Regions from separate parts of the Anser cygnoides genome. Here region 1 is linked to region 2. The links are chromatin contacts, called in public Hi-C maps. All regions are on one chromosome and are shown on one strand. The core of a region is the stretch at or near the end of the contact, and the rest is flanking DNA. Distances in the headings are between cores, read along the strand shown.

The links. Hi-C and Micro-C count contacts between places; a contact is called where the count stands out from the background.
Region 1: a contact with region 2 is called in a Hi-C map of liver, with 1.7 times the contacts expected there. The contact joins the promoter of FDX1 here to the promoter of PSPC1 in region 2. A contact is called at or near these places in 2 of 7 Hi-C or Micro-C datasets (granulosa cells and liver).

Annotation. Positions count from the first base shown.
Region 1 is chr1:194,176,086-194,180,573 of Taihu_goose_T2T_genome, reverse strand. It overlaps FDX1 (ferredoxin 1), which reads left to right and starts at 1,459. Exons shown (of 4, transcript XM_048047055.2): 1 at 1,459-1,740. The coding sequence starts at 1,568.
Region 2 is chr1:193,700,209-193,704,380 of Taihu_goose_T2T_genome, reverse strand. PSPC1 (paraspeckle component 1) reads right to left here and starts at 2,329. Exons shown (of 10, transcript XR_010828380.1): 1 at 1,834-2,329.

The DNA of each region.
Region 1 (4,488 bases), core at 210-2,709, 480 kb before region 2:
ATGTCGCTCTGTGAAAAGTGTGTTTGAACAAATGCAATTACTTTGCTTGTAATCAAAGAAAAACTGAAAGGGATTCTGCTTGTACTACACAGTGGTAACCCACCTGACTTCAGTTACTTGGCGCCTCTGTGACAGTTACTACAGAAATTGCCTAGAAAAAAATAAAGGACCTCCACCTGCCAGCTGAAATTTAGAGATACACTGCGCATCTAAGGTAACTGTAACACTTCTAAAATCCCATCTTAAAGCTAGGTGGGGAGAGACAAATATTTCTTTTACAGAAAGAATACTAGATTGTAAAGGATAACAACAATAAACATTTTTTCCAGAAAACTGGCACATTTAAGTCACTTGGTTTATGAATAGAAAGTTTGGTGGCTCTTTACCTTTCCACCACAACCTTCTCCTTTACTTAAAGAAAATACATTGTATAATGTCATCTCCCTCACTGATCTTACTCTGATGCAACAAAAATATACTCCTGAAATCCTAAGGCATCAGGAACAACCTTGTGTACCTAAGAGCACTAGAAGCAAACAATTCTTCCTTTTCCCCATTTATTTCCACTCCTGTTTGAAAATATTTCAAAGTAAATGCTGTATTTTTTCCTTCTTTCACTCTCCAATTTAAGTATGTTAGGATGATCTACTTAATAACATAATCAAATCTTGTAGGCCGACATGTATATTGCAGGGAGACAACTTAAGTCTGTGTGTGGTCTGTACAGCTGAGGAAGTCTCAACATTTCCATACTGATATTTGAGCTCTCCTCCCGCTAAAACCTCTGATAGCTTTGCTGTCCCTCTGCTGCTGCCTGGGATTTAGAAGTTGATATTCTGCCAGAAGAAACAGCAGCAAGGACCTAGGAACTTCTCTGTGATCCTGTGTGGCCAGCCCAGGGGACAGCTGAGACCTCTGAGCCACCAACACCACCCCACCACCACCATCACCACCACCACCATCACCATCACCACCATCATTGCCACCAACCCATCACCACCACCACCATCACCACCATCACCCCACCAGCACCACACTATCAACAGCACCACCAGCATCACCACCAACCATCACCACCATAACCACCACCACCACCACCACCACCACCACCACTACTACACCACACCACACCATCACCATCACCATCACCATCAGCACACCACACCATCACCACATCACCATCACCACCACCTCTTCCCTGCCCAGAACCACAAATCCCCATCCGCCACACGCCAGGTTTCTTAAACCACCATTGCGGATTTAATAAGAACTCCTTGGGCCAGCAGACCCTCGAAATCCCTCCCAGCCCCAGCCGGGGACGACAGGAGGACACGCCGGGCTCTGAGGGACCACCCTCAGGGGCCGGCCGGTGCAGCGAGCGCCGCCCAGCACCATTACGGCGCAGCGCCGCGCACTTTGCGTAACCCCCGCCGCTCCCGTGGCGCCGTCCCCTCTCGACGCCGTCAGCAGTGGGCGGGCAGCGCGCTACGCAGGCGGCGTAAACCCTTACGAGAGTCGCCGTAGACGGCGGCAGCACTGGGACTTTGCCTCCTTTCCGTGCCGCAACATGGCGGCCCCGCCGCCCGCCCGCCTCCTCAGCCTTCTCCGCGCCGCCGCCGCCTCCTCCTCCTGCCGCCGCTGGCTCCTCTCCTCCTCGCCGGCAGCTGGGACGAGGCCGGGCTGCGGCTCCGCTGCCTTGTTGGCCCGGCCCTTCGGCCTCTCCGCCCGGGCGGCGCGCAGGTAAGGGCGGCGGAGCGGGCACGGCTGAGGGCAGCGATCGTTGGGCGGCGGGGGCGGCCCCGGGCACCCGCCCCCGGTCCGTGATGAGCCCTGAGGAGCTCGGGGCAGGGCCCGGCCGCGCTTCGTCTGTCAGGGGGCGGCCCCTTGGTGACCCCCGGCCGGGCTCAGGGGGCCGTGAGGGGGTTTGGGGCCGGTGTATTCTGTTTTTTTTGTTTTTTTTTTTTTTTTTTTAATTTCGTAAGGTTGACTAAATCGGTGGTGGAAGCGCAGCACAGATCTGAAGATCTCCCCTGCTTGTGGTACAGTTTCTCTTTACCGAGGAGCACATACACAGATGTGCAGGGCCCCTCCTGCCCTCAGCGTGTGCTGTGGCATGCTCGAGCCCTGTAGGCACCAATATTGCACAGTCCACGACTACAGATTTGCAACACTACACGTAATCAGAAACTTGTTTATGCGTGGCCTCCGAGACTGTAGCCTGTGTATCCAAAGGTCTGAGCCCGCAGGTAACTTGCAGTATTTAAAATACACTTTTAAAAGGCAAATTAACTTGGTTGTCAGAGGAGTTTCTCTGACTAAGAACAAAACCCACAATGGGCTGCCCAACATCAGGGCAGCCTAGCCTGTTTCCAGAGGGTTGGGTAGTGCCCTCGCCATCAAAGTCGTTTCAGCAGTTTGGTTTTAAACAAACGCTCCTGTAGGTGCTCTTCACTTTGTGCCAGCAGATACTTTTAATCTTTTAATACAGAGAGACAAACAAGCCTCGTAGTTCAGGACTCCTGTACAAGGCGTGTATGGTGCCTGTTTAGGTTGCTTCTCTGAGTGACTCTAATGCCTTAATAAATAGGTCTCCACTAACCTGCCGAGACCATCATTAATTTTGAGGTCACTGAAAAAAACAAAACAAACAAACAAACAAAAACACTTTGAAAAGCATTGTCAGAACTCTAAAAAAATATTAAGTTATTGAGCAGGGTAAAATAAGATGAAATGGTCTACTGAAAAGGGAAGACATTTCCTTACCTAATTGTTATATAAGACCAAGAATCCCTCAGGTCCTTCACACAGACTGAATGCAGGCTTGTAAACAGACCGGCCATCTATTCACACACATTGCACAAGCATACCCGCAAAAGAGTTCGCACAAGCAAGCATTTCAAATGTATTGTTTAAATAATACGTTATAATCCAGCTAAATGACTTGGAAGGAAAAAAACTTTTGGTTTCTTTCATACATGAGTAGTTCCTCAATTTACGTGCAAGTTATTTTTCTCTCGTCATACCTTTATTGGTTGAATTGGTTCCTGAAATTTGTATAGTCAATGTTAGTCCAGTAAAAACATTCATTCCTCGTTGTTTTTACATGTAAAGTTACCTGTATTTATGTTTAGAGGATGAAGACCTAAACAGGTAAAATTGTCAGCAGAAGAGATTCTTGTGAGCAGAGGTTTCCAAAGGGGGTCAGTGGGGCATCAAACATTATGTTTTCCTTCCCAGTTTTGTTATGTATCTTCAGTCTGTTTTCTTCCCCGTTTCCCCACCTTTCATTTTGTGATGAACAGTAGTTATCTAAGAATTCTTTTATAGCAGTTTAGATATTTAGACAGTATTTTTGGTGTCACCATGTAATTGCTGCATGTTTAAGGATTAGTTCAGATTTGTAACTTCCATATTCTAAGACTTCTGTAATAATTTAATGAAATTCTACTGGCAATTAGGGCTGTTGAATGAACCAAAAAAATCTGGAAATAATGGAGTAGGTTTCTCCACGTGCAGCAGAAGGATGCAGTTATCTTTTTTTGATTGTTTGTTTGAAGGAATATAGATGGTACTTGGAAGTAGTGGCTGAAGATGCAGAAGGGCACCTTTTTTAAGGGAGGAGTGGTGGCTGTCAGGTATTCTTGCAGTACGTGTCCTGTTTGCACAGGAGGGACAGCGAACAGCACTTACAGCTCTTTGGTGCTCTTCAGTTTGTTTGCAGCATGCTTAATTTAGGGTTGTCTTCGTGTAGGTTGGTAACAATGGTGATAGGACTGTGGCAACCATGTGAAGAAATGAATTTTATTTTACAGGCAGCTTAAAAAAAAAAAGAAAAGAAAAAAGGTTCAACTAAGCATGAATTGGGATGTTTTATGCAAATCACACAAAATACGTTTGGTTCTTTCTGGTAATCCTGAGGCTATTTATGCTTGCGCAAGACCTGGCATTTGTTTCACATTAATTTTCTGTGACTACTTTGCAGGATGGTGTGTGTGGTTCCCACCCCCCTATGCAAACGATGTCTGGGTAGCCAAAAGCCATGTTGCTTGAAACTCATAAGCCCTAAATATCATTTCATGTAGATGTGGTTTTTCTTTTAATGGTATCTCCCAGTCATCAAAAAGGTCTGCACGGTGTGTGTTTTGAATGTCTGACTGACCTGATTATTTATTATGTACATCCATTTCTGAAAGTATTTTCACCAGTCAGGCTCATGCACAGTAAAGCCTCGGTGACTTACACTTTTTGAATTAAACTTTTTGGCTGTGGGAAGAGTAGCGAAGGTGGCAATAGCAGAAAAACAGATCCTACTGGAGGACTAAGGTATCTTTAATGTTGTCACAAATAAATTTCAGTTTCAGTTATTAACCCGAGTGGATTAGGCCCTGCAGAAGAGATTACTTCCCGTAATGTTCTTTAACAAAAACTGGGGACTTAAAGATGGTGCTTCCCTTGTCCCCTGCCGCGTGCAGCACCGGTTGGGCGCGC
Region 2 (4,172 bases), core at 1,080-3,579:
AGATATAAAATATTTTATATATTTTATTTGCAAACACAACAGACAGTGCTTTTGCATTGTTTATTTTTCCCCCAGAAAAGTAGCAGTTTTTCTTCCCTTAATTTGAGCACATTTGCATTAGGGTCATTCAGCATTCTTTTTCACCCAAAAGTTCCTAACCACGGAATGAAAGAACATGCATTTTTCATTCCCTGTGGTTTATTCTAAAACATGACTTGGATGTAAATTTTTGTTGCACATTAGAGGACTTAGATGCTGCTTTGGTAAAGGCTTTCAGTAGAATTGAAAACTTTACGGTTTTTCACATATACCTACTGAAGTATTTATATTCATATATTAGTTAACAACATTTTCAGAAGTTATACTAAAGAATCTAAAATGTTTTATTTTCTTTTTTAATAAATGAAAATATTATTTGAATGAAAAATATCACACATGCTCATTACTCTTGCTGGATGAACTCTAAATGGATTCAAAGTTCATCAAGAAATGAAATTACCTTCTTTGCTCATGTATTCATTCCTCTCACATTTATGGCCTTTCTGCACCAATATCCACAAGAAAAATCTGTCTCAATAGCTGCTTTTTTCTCATTTCAGAAATTCTTACCAAATGTTATACCTGCAAACCCTTGTATTTAAAGAACTCTTTAGATCATAGGCATTTTTCCAGTTCAACCAACTACATAAAATGTTAGAAAATAGTATATTCCCTAAATATAACAGAAAACGGACATTCAGATAAATACTATATCTAATCTACCTTACATATAAAACTGAGTAATATATGCAAATCTATCACACTTCCTCCAGAAAAATATTTCAGGTTGGGAGATTTTGTCGTGGTCAAAAGCATATAGCAAAATGCTACTTATCTTTGCACTTATCTTCGACAACCAAAAAGATACAAAATCCTAACCAGTAAAATATACAAAAAAATCGTAACCAGGTTCACCCAAAACACTTCAAGTGTTTAAAAACTTTATAGTTCTTTTCTCAGAACTAGATGAAACAGAGCCTTCTAAACATGGCAGTCATTAAAACTAATGCTACACATTAAATTGAAAATTTTAAATGCAGGATGACAAGCTTTTAGGATGATGCTTTTTCTGCATGGTTGAGATAATACTGATTAAATTGTATGAACCCTAAAATCTAGCCTTATCAGGACACAATTCAGACAAACGACGTTCCCAATTCTTTGCAATTTTGAAATTGTGTTCTTAGCGTTCAAGATGTGCAAGTAGTAGTATTTCAAAACAAACCAGTTCAGTCTTTAAAATTAACCGTGTTTTCATAGGCCAAACCTACACTCATAGTGAGCTGCACAGATTGAAATTTGTTTCGACACAAAGAGGTAACATTTCCAGTTCTGAAGTATGCTAAATGCTCCCAATTAAATAAATAAAATCTCTACAAATATTACATGAATAATGTAGATCTCACAACCATGTCTTCCTGTCACTGAAGAGTTACAGGCTGCAGGAGCACCCGTAGCAGCACCTAAACTGTAAACTGGTGGAAAAACCCTGAGAGCAGCCCCAAAAGCAGCAGGGGCTCCCAGCGGTGCCCTGGAAACCCGAAGGCAAGGGGCAGGGGAGGCTGCTCACAACGCAGGCCTCTGGCTTGGATGGATTGAGGCAAAGAGGGAACGGGAGTGGAAATCCGAGGAAGCTGAGGGAACAGCAGGAGCAGCAAAGGAAAAAACACAGCGGGGGGCAGCTGCTGCCTTCTTCCAGCGGTGAGGGGAGAGCGGGGAGCAGGGGGCTGGGGGTGTCCCGGCTGCAAAGGCTGGGTCAGGAAGCAACCCGCAGGGGCTCACGCCAACCCTCACCAGGCGGATGAAGCCGAAGCCGCGGTCCCGGTTGATGAAGACCTCGCTGGGCTCCCCGTAGCGCTCGAAGAGCCGCTTGAAATCCTCCTCGGTGATATCGGTCGGCAGGTTGCCCACGAACAGCCGGCAGCGCTGCGTGTAGCTCTTCTCGCCCGGCTTGAGGAAGCTCTTGATGTCGATGGTGAAGCCGACCTCCTGCTCTTCGTCTCCAGCCTCTTTACCCGGCACCAGCGCCATGGCGGCAGCCGCAGCCGCCGCCTCACTCTCCGCTTCCAGGCCTCGCAAGCCCTTCAGGCCGCCGCCGCCGCCCCCCACCATGCCCAGCGGCGCAGCCGGCGAGCTGTTCTCGATCCTCACTTGCTTTAAGTTGCGATTCGCGGCCATCTTCGGGGCCTCGCTCCCTTCTCGCTGGTTGATTCTCGGGGGACGCCGAGCCTGCCTCCACCTCCGCCGCCTCCCACCCGCAGCCGATTCAAAATGGCGCCGCGGCCGCCCTCGGCGAGTTGCAGCGTCCCTGAGGGGAGCCCCGCCCCTCGCCGCCGCGCGCCCGGCGGGGGCCGCGCATGCGCCGTGGGGCACGGCGGGGAGTGGGGGGCGGCTGTAATGGCCGCCGCGGCGGGGCGGGAGGGGGGGGCGTGCAGGGGGCACAGGGAAGGGTTTGTGTTGGAAAGGTGGTGGTGGCTTGCTTCTCAGAGGTGTAAAGTCACACGTTGTGTTGCTGGGGCACTCCTTGTAGTTAGGGCTGTAGTACAGGGCTATAGTACAGGGCTATGTTTTTCCCCACCCGCTTGTTCTTCAGATGCTTGTGTGTCTGGTTTGCTAGTTGTTTAGTTTGATCTGTGTGCTTCAACCAGGAATTCAACTGCTGCATGGTATCGCAGAGAGGCACGAATCCATTACTGAGGGATTTCCATGTTAGATGGGGAATATTCTATCTGTTTTTCCATTTGAGGTACCTCTAAGCATGTACCAGAAATCTGGGAGAAAAAAAAAAAAAAGGCAAAACAAAACATGAGTTTCCAAACAGCAGGAATCACTTTCTCAGCCCACCTGTTTCTGAAGCAGAATCTTGGGTACAGAGCATTGAAATGAACTCAGATTTAAAGCTCTGAAAATCAGAAACTACAGACAGGAGGAGGGTATCTACTCCCAGCAAAGGCAGGAAGTTGAGCAGTGTAGGAACACGAGGGAAGAGTATCAATATGGGATCCGAAGAGGTATGGTTTGTAGTATATTTAACGTTCAATAAAAATGCTGAGTCGAAATAGGGAACTACTCATAGCAAAACAAAATATATTTTAAAAACTGGTAAGTGTGTAAAGGGAGTGGAACATATGTTAGAAATGATGTGACTGCATTGTAGAAAGTGAAAGCTCAGTAGATAGGAAAAAGGAGATAATGTAGTAGTTACTTGTTATTGCCAACACTGTATAATAAAATTGCCATGATTTTCAGACAGAGTTTTATCAATCACTTCAGTAATACAGGCTTCAACCATTTAAATACACAACCATGATTCCACTATAAAAAAATCAATAGGAGGAACAAGGCATGTTTATAAGTTCCATGCTATTCTTACCTTTCCCTAGCTACATCAATAGTAGCTCTCAATAGTAAATCATAGTCCACTGAAATAGCTCAAAAACATTCCAAGTTCCAGAAACAAGAAAATGATAAATATATCTTCAATATATGCATGGATTTAATATGCTCAGGCATCCATAGCCTGCTTTTGTTAGTCACAGTACAACTATAACATATATTCGTGTTGTTTTTAGACTTTATTGATGAGGAGCTATTTGCACATGCCCTACAGTCAAATGCTTTAGTGTGACGTACAAAAAGAAGATGATTTCTGCTATGTTTAGTCATCTCTTTACTTTCTGTTACACTGTATCATTTAACAATTTGCTCATTCATCAAGACAACCCTGAGTAGTTCATCCCGTACCTAATGCTCTAGAGTCTTTGTGGCAAGATTAATGCTACACCTTGGCACTGACACTACTTAACCAAAAACATTTTGAAAGTGACAAAATGGATCCTTAGAAGTTCTTGTTCCAATGTTTTCCTTCTGTTATAAACATTTGTTAACATTTTTATGACTTACTAGGTACAGCTTGTAAAATGTGAGTTCTGCCAAACTCTTCCAGCCGCTCTCTGTAAATTTGGTATTATTATATTTAATACGTTGAATACAGATGAACTACATGAAGGTCATTTCAGAGGAATGGAGGAGTAATAGTTATGATTACATGGTAGTTTGTTTTCCCTCTGTAAGTCTTCAGATTTTTTTTTATAAGCCTAAGTTTATTCAACTTGACATTCAAAAGGACAGAA